Linked DNA regions of Sus scrofa: regions 1 and 3 are each linked to region 2. Evidence: chromatin contacts called from public Hi-C and HiChIP or PLAC-seq data. All regions are on one chromosome and are shown on one strand. The core of a region is the stretch at or near the end of the contact, and the rest is flanking DNA. Distances in the headings are between cores, read along the strand shown.

Evidence for each region. A called contact is a pair of places that touch in the nucleus more often than the background predicts. HiChIP or PLAC-seq counts read pairs in DNA pulled down with a chosen protein or histone mark.
Region 1: a Hi-C map of embryonic fibroblasts shows a contact between it and region 2, with 2.5 times the contacts expected there. The contact joins the enhancer-like site here to the promoter of EBF1 in region 2. A contact is called at or near these places in 11 of 47 Hi-C or Micro-C datasets (brain, embryonic fibroblasts, fetal heart ventricle and 7 more) and 1 of 2 datasets of contacts at active chromatin or transcription factors (skeletal muscle).
Region 3: a contact with region 2 is called in an H3K27ac HiChIP or PLAC-seq map of skeletal muscle, with 12 times the contacts expected there. The contact joins the enhancer-like site here to the promoter of EBF1 in region 2. A contact is called at or near these places in 6 of 47 Hi-C or Micro-C datasets (mesenteric adipose tissue, omental adipose tissue, retroperitoneal adipose tissue and 2 more) and 1 of 2 datasets of contacts at active chromatin or transcription factors (skeletal muscle).

Annotation. Positions count from the first base shown.
Region 1 is chr16:65,336,495-65,339,194 of Sscrofa11.1, reverse strand. The region is part of intron 3 of LOC110257284 (a long non-coding RNA gene); the gene reads left to right. Among named protein-coding and RNA genes, the nearest start is that of CLINT1, 160 kb to the left of the region's middle. Within about 2 kb of position 1,369, at least 3 of the 83 cell types and tissues checked have an H3K27ac peak or open chromatin away from gene starts, as enhancers often do. A contact at or near this core is called in embryonic fibroblasts, where this site is marked.
Region 2 is chr16:64,356,701-64,359,400 of Sscrofa11.1, reverse strand. It overlaps EBF1 (transcription factor COE1), which reads right to left and starts at 1,390. Exons shown (of 17, transcript XM_005672579.3): 1 at 1,283-1,390; 2 at 193-311. The coding sequence starts at 1,375.
Region 3 is chr16:64,976,528-64,979,227 of Sscrofa11.1, reverse strand. All of the region lies in intron 4 of LOC106506547 (a long non-coding RNA gene), which reads left to right. Among named protein-coding and RNA genes, the nearest start is that of CLINT1, 520 kb to the left of the region's middle. Within about 2 kb of position 1,302, at least 10 of the 83 cell types and tissues checked have an H3K27ac peak or open chromatin away from gene starts, as enhancers often do. A contact at or near this core is called in retroperitoneal adipose tissue and skeletal muscle, where this site is marked.

The DNA.
Region 1 (2,700 bases), core at 120-2,619, 980 kb before region 2:
CATCACCGTATCTCTAATACATTAGATCATCTTCAGTACTCTTAACAAATATGCCAGTGAGAAATAATGTTAACTTCACGTAATGGAGGTATGATTTGGGAAAGTCACATATGAGGGGGAAACTTGAATATCGGATGTGTAGGACTCTGGTTATTATGGAGGATTTGGAGATGGGAGCAACAATTTGTCAGGTGCCTATGTCTTGTTTAAACAATCAAACTAAAAACTCTATGAAGGGGAAATTCATAACTTATCTTGCTTGGTTTTTTCTCACAGGCCCTGGATTCATAAAGTTGGGCATATAAGAAATAATGAATGGTTTGAATCACTGAGGAATTGATGACCCAAAAGGAAATAATAATTACCACTTAAAGAATATTATTTCCTGGACTCTCTAAGGCTTGACTTAAAAGTGACTATGCCAGCAAGTGACTCGGTTATCTCAAACATTATCTATAAAATGGGACTAATAGCAGTATATATTTTGGATTGTTGTGAGACATAAATACGACATAGAAAGCCCTTGGCTGGATCAGCACTCAGTAGGTGCTGGCTATTTTTTTTTTTTTTTTTTTTGGCTGCTCCTGTGGCATATGAAAGTTCCCAGGCTAGGGGTCAAATGGGAGCTGCAGCTGAGGCCTATGTCACAGCCACAGCAACTCTAGATGTGAGCCACATCTGCTGCCCCTGCTGCAGCTTGTGGAAATGCTGGATCCTTAACCCACTGAGTGAGGCCAGGGGTCGGATCTTCATCCTCACAGAGACAATGTTGGGTCCTTAACCGGCTGGGCTACAATGGGAAATCCGAGTTTCATTTTTTTTTTATAATTAACACCTTATATTATCATGTTTTATTCTTCCACAAAAACCTATAAGGAAAATACTATTTTTATCTCCCTTTTACCCATGAGAAACCAGGCTTAGGAAGTTTAAGCTACTCAGCCAGGGTCATATGTAAGGAAGGGTTAGAAGCTGGAATTTGAATGCAGTTTTGCCTGACTCCAAATTCCATGTCTGTAATTACTACTCCCTTCTGCCTCCCCATTCTTCAGCGCACCAACTGAGAAGTTACTCAATCCCTGAATTCTTGTTTCTTTGTGGGCTGGTGAGGCAAACCACTGGTAATGTGGAAAGAAACCAAAGAATCTTTGGCCTTATTTAATTAATTTTTTTCCACCTAGGGTAGTTCTGCAGAGACCCCACCCCAGGGCTTCTGTAACAAATGAAAGTAAGCATGCAACATAGGACCATTGTTCAGTTAGACCAGAGCTTTTGATGGATGCCGTGACCTCAGACATCTAGATGGCAGTCCACGCAGGGTTCATCTTAAAGCTGTGATCACTGTTGCAGGCACAGCACTGGCTGCCAAACCCCCTTCCTCTGAGTCATGGGCAGCCAGCAGGAGACTTCACCGAGCAGTTTGCTTACTTGGTTCTGGGCACTGGTCTGAGCACTTAAATATTATCTCATTGAATCTTCTCGAGAACCCCATTAAGTAAACTGTCAGTTGTACTTTCATTCTGAATCCAAAATTGAGTGCTCATTCTGTGCCAGACACTGTTTTAACTGCTTTATATACACTGGGTTACCTTGTTTAATCCTCACAGGATACTATTATTAAGGAAATGAAGTGTGGGAAGGTAAGATCTGTCCAAGGTCACACCGTTGGTAATTAGTGGCTCTGGGATTGGAACTCAAGCGATCTGGTCTCAGAAAACATTTATCTCTGAACTACCCTGGGTAGTCACCTCCAGTTCCCCTGCTGCTTAAAAATTATTAACTTTTTTTTTTTTGCCCCTGAAACTTAAAGAAAATAAATGCAGCAGCTCTGCCTAATGTGAACATTGTTGATCCTTACTTTAAACCCATGGAGTGAATTTTCTAGGATATTTAACTTAGATAATTAGAAAAGTAGGAAGCTGTGAAGGACATTGACCTTGTACATAGGCACATATGAGCCACTTAATGACTGTATGACCTTGGACAAATCACTTTACTTCTCAGAACTTCCATTTATTCATTAGTGAGATGGGATAATAATATGCCTACTTCATGGGGTGTAGTGAAGATTGCATGAGGAAATCATATAAAGACCTCATATAGTGCCTAGAAGGAGGAAGGAGCCCCAGAAGTAGCAGCAATATTTTGCCATGGTGGGGATTGACAGCGTAGGTAGCCTATGAAACATGCCCTATGAAGACCAATTTAAAAAACTCCTTCATTTTGTAATTAATTACTTGATTATGTTGTCTAATGAATGTCACCCTGATCTGTAAGCTCCACTCAGCTGTGAACTCTATGCATGTGTTCATGGTGACTGGTCTTGATGTGAGGCTTATTTAGGACCTGAGCATACAGAAGGAATAGCTTGTGTCCAGTGACTTGAACAAGACTTAGACATTTTATTTTTATTTTTTTATTTTTCTTCTTGGATGATAAGAGGATTTTATAATCCTCAGCATTTATTTAATCCCTTAATTCAGCAATCATTTATATGGGTTCCACAGAGGACGCAGTTATAGTTGGTTATCTATTGCTGTGTAACAGAGTACCCCAAGACCGTTGCTTTAAATAATGAACATTTAGTATTTCACAGTTTCTGTGTGTCAGGAATCTGGGTACAGCTCAGCTGGGTGCCTCTGCCTCAAGGTCTAGCCTGGAGTTATGATCACATCTGAAGGCTCGGTGGGGGGGTCTGCT
Region 2 (2,700 bases), core at 141-2,640:
GGCAGCTCCCGGCTCTCCGGCCGAAGGCAATCAAGACAGAGCGGCCGGGGAGCACCGAGCCCCAGAGGCGAACAGAGCCGAGCGGCAGACGCAGTAGCGCGGCCGGGCCCGTCGTGGCCACGGCCGCTACCGCCTCCCAGCTCTACTGCTCGCAGCTCGCCTCCCCGGCCGCGGTCCCCGTGCGGTACCCACCTCTGCGCCGCCGTGTTGGCGTCCAGCACCCCGGCGCCCTGCATCCACGTCCGCACCGCGTTCATGCCGCTGCCCAGCGGCTCTTCCTTCATGCTGCTTCCACTCCGTTGGATGCTTTCCTGAATCCCAAACATGAAAACAACCTTTTCTTGTGGAAAATCTCCTCCCCCTTGAAAATTAAAAAAAAAAAAAAAAAAAAAAAAAAAAAGGAAAGAAAAACGCCAGCCAGAGATTTTTTTTTTTTTTTTTTTGAGTCGATGAACTCGCGCTAGAAGATCAAGGCGGGCTGGAAAGCAAATTTTTAAAAAATGTAAACCTTCGCTCAAAACTGAGCGATAACGCGAAAAAAAAAAAAAACGGAGAAAAAAAAGAAGGGAAAATCCAACAAAAAGACCAAAATAAAAAAAAATAGAGATGTATGCTTGGCTGTTGGGGGTTGTTTGGTTGGTTAATTTTTGGTTTGGGTGCTTTTTTTTTCTGCTTTTTTTTTTTTGCTTTTTTTTTTTTTTTTTTTTTTTTTTTTTTTTTTTTTTTTTTTTTTTTTTTTTTTTTTTTTTGTAATGATCACAAGCCGGTGGAGGACAGGAGGGGCTGGAGTTTCCTTTTGAAGAGGTACCGTTCACTTGAAGAAGCAGGAAGAAAAAAAAAAAAAAAAAAAAAAAAAAAAAAAAAAAAAAAGCCCTGGTGGCAATTTAAGAAACAATAGACTCAACTCGCGCTGCCGGCTTTGCTACTTCAAGTGTCATTTTCCACAACCAGGCAAGTTTTTCCTCTCTTTTTTTTTCCTCCTTCTCTCCCAACCAAAGATATTTCTTTCCTTTCAGTGCGTGTAGATGAGGAGGACGCTGGTTGCTGTAGACAGATACACCAGAGAGGGAGAGTGGGATGGGGGGGAGGGGGAGGGGGGTAGGGAAAGACAGAAAGAGAGGAGAGGAGAGGAAAGGAGAGGAGAGGAGAGGGAGAAAGAGAGAGAAGTGGACCCTGCTGAATGGAGATTCTGTTTTCTTCTTGCTAAAATAGAAGTGATTTGCAGGCTTTCCCTATGGAATCCAGTTTGACTCTCCCCAGAGCTAAACACAGGCACACTAACCCCAAAGGGAGGAGGCGGGGCCGGCGCCTCAAGGGGCCGCCCCCTCATTTGCATAACGTCATCCTTCCGCCTCGCCGCAGCCAATCGCAGCATAGGTGCCTTCCAGCTCTCAGCGTAGGGCCTTGCTAGCTCACTAACATCCCTCCTCGGGTGGCGCAGGGGAGCCGGCCAAAGTTCCTCGCAAAGTGGCAAACGAAGAATCTCCGAGCACCGACATCCGAGCTGGGGAGGAGCGGGGCTGAGCTGGGCAGACTCGGGCAGAAGGGAGACAGAAAGAAGGGGAGCAGGATTTGAGTTGGGGTCTGCATCCTGGCCTTTGCGGTCGGTTTAACATCCTCGCCGCGCCCTGAAAGCGCTAGAGGCGCACAGGCTGCGCCCTCGCTGGGCGGATGCCGAGTTCTGCTCCGCTGTTCTGGGACGTCGGGGGCAAATGTGGAGGAGACAGGAGAGCCCGGGCAGAAAAAGCAGGACGTGCATCCCAGGTGCCCACCTCTTCGCTTTGAGGAGGGGGTGGTGGGTTGGAAAATGGGTGCGCGAGATCGGTATTGGGAGTCTGCGGAGGGCACACTGCCTCCACGCTGGCAGGGAGGAGTGGACCCTGGGCCCAGGCAAGCGAGGCGCTATGGATCCGCAGGGAGTGGGGACCAGTGCTCTACCCATAGTCAAGCCTCCGAAATGCTTCTCGCTCGGCAGCATTTAGCCTGAAGGGCGGCGATTAGCCTGGAGGGCGCCGGCGTTAGGCACTGTCCTCACATGCTCACTTCTCCGGAGCACTTCATGTAAAGTGTAAACGGCGGAACGGATGCTCTCCCTGGAGCTGTGCCATGATGCATTTTAAATTTTACTCGAATTCAACCCCCACCCCCTTATCCCCTCCACAATAGTTTTTCTTTAGAGTAACGAACAAAGCAACAACAATGTCTCTGATTAGTTATTTGGTGTAGGGTTTCTCTCCTCCTCATTCTTTCTGTTAAAATGAGGGGCTTGGACAAACCTTTGCCCAACTTCTGTCACCTGCCACCTGTCAAGGAAGAGAGAGACGGAGGAAGGAGGGAACGATCATCGGAGGGAGGAAGGGAAGAAGAAATGGTCTCCTACTTCAGACCTTTCAGCATATATGCTTGTGGCTGGCAAAGGAAATAGCTAGATGTTTCTGGGTAATGCGGCCATCATTTTTTAGCGGGTTGTAACCTCTAATAAGCACAGGCCGAACTTCTGTTTCATTGCCCTCAAAGGAACTCCCTGACTGCAGCCAAATCTGCTAAGGACTCCTTCGGGGAAATTCTCTGCCAGAAATCCAGGTCCCCTTTCTGCCGGCTTTCCTTGGCCCTTTGATTTAGGAAACTCATGGGGTCAGTGATGGAAAAGTACACATGCCCATGTTGAATGGAATGGAGACAGGCAGAAGTTATGCTTTG
Region 3 (2,700 bases), core at 53-2,552, 620 kb before region 2:
TTCTGAGACTAATAGCCTCTCCCTATATATTGATATCTATCTGAGTAATAATATTCATTTCTACTGTAATAAAGACCCACTCAGCAGATGGTATCATGTCATAAATAAGTCAAAGAAAACCCAAGATGTGATCCTTGCCCTTTGAGAGGCTATAATTTATTTAGGCCCCCTGGCTTGAGCTGACTGGTGTTTTCATATTTATTGAGCACCAACTATCAGCTACATACTATTCTAAGTGCTCAGAATAAAGCAGTGAATGAAATAAATATTCCTGCCAGCATGGAGCTTATTCTCTAGTAGAAGGATCCAGACAATAAACAAATCTAGCAAATAAACTGATGAAATACATATTATGTCATATGGTAGTAAATGCTACAGAAAAAAATAAAGCAGGGAAGGGAGAGGGGTGCCAGATGGAGAAAGTGCATCTTTAAATCAGGGGAGTCTTCTTGAAAAACTGGTGATTAAGCCCCCTGGGAATCCTGGTTCTTGGGACGACTGATACGATAAAAGCATAATGAGACTAGTCCTGATGGTCTCGAGGCAGAGCCTGATGGAAACCTGTGAGGGGTGAGGGTGGGAGGCAGAGGGTTGGAATCTTCTAGGAATTCTGCCCTGGGCTCCTCTTTTCACTGCTGCTTTGAACACATGGAGGCGGGGGGGAGGGCTTCCCCTACCTTGATTCCTGCCTTTTTGTCACACGACACTCCCCTTCTTTAATCTCTTCTTTTCCAAAGCTCCTTCCCTTCTTATTTTTCATTGGGAAGTCACAAAACTCAGAACCTAGGGACCGCAGGACCTAACTCATACAACAAGCGAGTGACACGGATCTCATGTTCAAGATGTGTCTATTTGCAGCCAACTACGGGCCACTGGTTCTATGGGATGTTAAGAGTTATTACATGAAAATAGGATTTTGTGGTCAAACTCATTTGAAAAATTCTGAGCTAAACAAGCTAAATAGGATTCTTGACTGTAGTACTTCACAAAATCTGAAGTGTGCTCTTGAGCACTGCCAATCTCCAAGAGGAAACAGAGCGTGCATGATTTTCCAAACGTACTTGGCCATAAAAACCCCTTGTTGTGGAAAATCTCTCAGGGGATTGCTGTTCCAAGGTACACACATTGGGAAAGAGTCAACAGGCTGTATTGTATGATGATGGGCTTCCGAATCTCACTTTCCTCATCCATAAAATTAGAATGTTGGACTGTTGCCCAAAGAATGTCAACAGTACTGCAGGGCTCTGTCCTTGGCCTTGAGTTTGTTCAGAATTTTATCTGAGAGCTGCATGAACAGAAAAAAAAGGAAAATTATCACATCTGGAGATGACATAGGGTTGGGAAGGGTGACTAATAGGTCAGATGACAGAATCAAGACTTAAACTTATCTTGACATGTTAGAATGATAGGCCAAACTGATTTGCAGAAAATTTAATAAGGATAAATATATGGTTCTGCTTTTAGTTTCAGAAAATTGATTTTTAAAGTATAGGATGTGGGAGAGCAGGTTTGACAGCAGCTGAAGTGAAAAAAAAATGTAAAAGATCTTAAGATTTTGATTGACCGCAAGCCCAAGAGTTGTCAGGGGCTGTGGCAGCTCTAAAACTAACCCAGTGAGGTTTTATTAACAGAAATGATTCAATTCTGAGGGCACTGTGGGCCCCCTTGGCACTGGTTCCTTGGGTCTGTTGCCACCTGGAGTATTTATCTCTAACATTTTTGAGTGCTTGTTCAGTGCTTGTCACTCTATTACTATGCATGCTGTGTGTGTTATCTATTTCGTTCCCACAATAGAAAGATCAGCAGGTGCTATTATTATAATCATTTCCATTCTACAGATGAGGACACTGAGGTTCAGGGATCATACCAAGCTGTGGAGCCAGGATTTGAAAACAGGTGAACAATGTCCAGAACCTGGATTAGGCTGACTTGTCCCAGGAGGGCAAGACACTGGGGAATCAGAAGGTTTGGAGGAATGACTGATGCTGTTTAAAGGGATGAAAGGGCTAAAAATGAGCACTGTCTTCTAACTTACAGATGCTCTTCTGTTGAAGAGGTTGCAACTTTTGCTATGATACTTTATTGGGAGCACTTAGGAATGGCCAGTGGAAATCACAGAAAGATTTTAATTCAGAGTAAGGAAAGACTTGCTAAGGGCTAGACTAATCCAGAATGGATTGAGAAACCTCATTAAATTTCTTTGGAAGTTCCCATTGTGGAGCATTGGAAATGAATCCAACTAGTAACTGTGAGGATGTGGGTTTGATCCCTAGTGGGTTTAAGGATCCAGCACTGACATGAGCTGTGGTGTAGGTGGCAGATGTGGCTCACATCCCACATTGCTGTGGCTGTGGTCCAGGCTGGCAGCTGCAGCTCTGATTAGACCCTAACCTGGGAATTCTACATGCCGCAGGTGTGGCCCTAAAAAGTTAAAAAAAAAAAAATTCTCTTTCTGTCTCTTTCTCTCTCCTTCTTTATATCTCTCTGTGTCTTTATCTCTGTCTCTGTCTCCCTCTGTCTCTCTTTTTCTCTCTGTCTCTGACTCTGTCTTACTCTCTCTCTCTGTTTTAGTGTATTTAAGTGGAACCTACATGCTCATGGATTCCAGTTGTTGGTAAAATTTTGACCTTCATTTACTGGGCTTATAAGTAATGAATTAAAAAACTCAGTTGATCTGTTTATAATGTTTGAAACACGTTG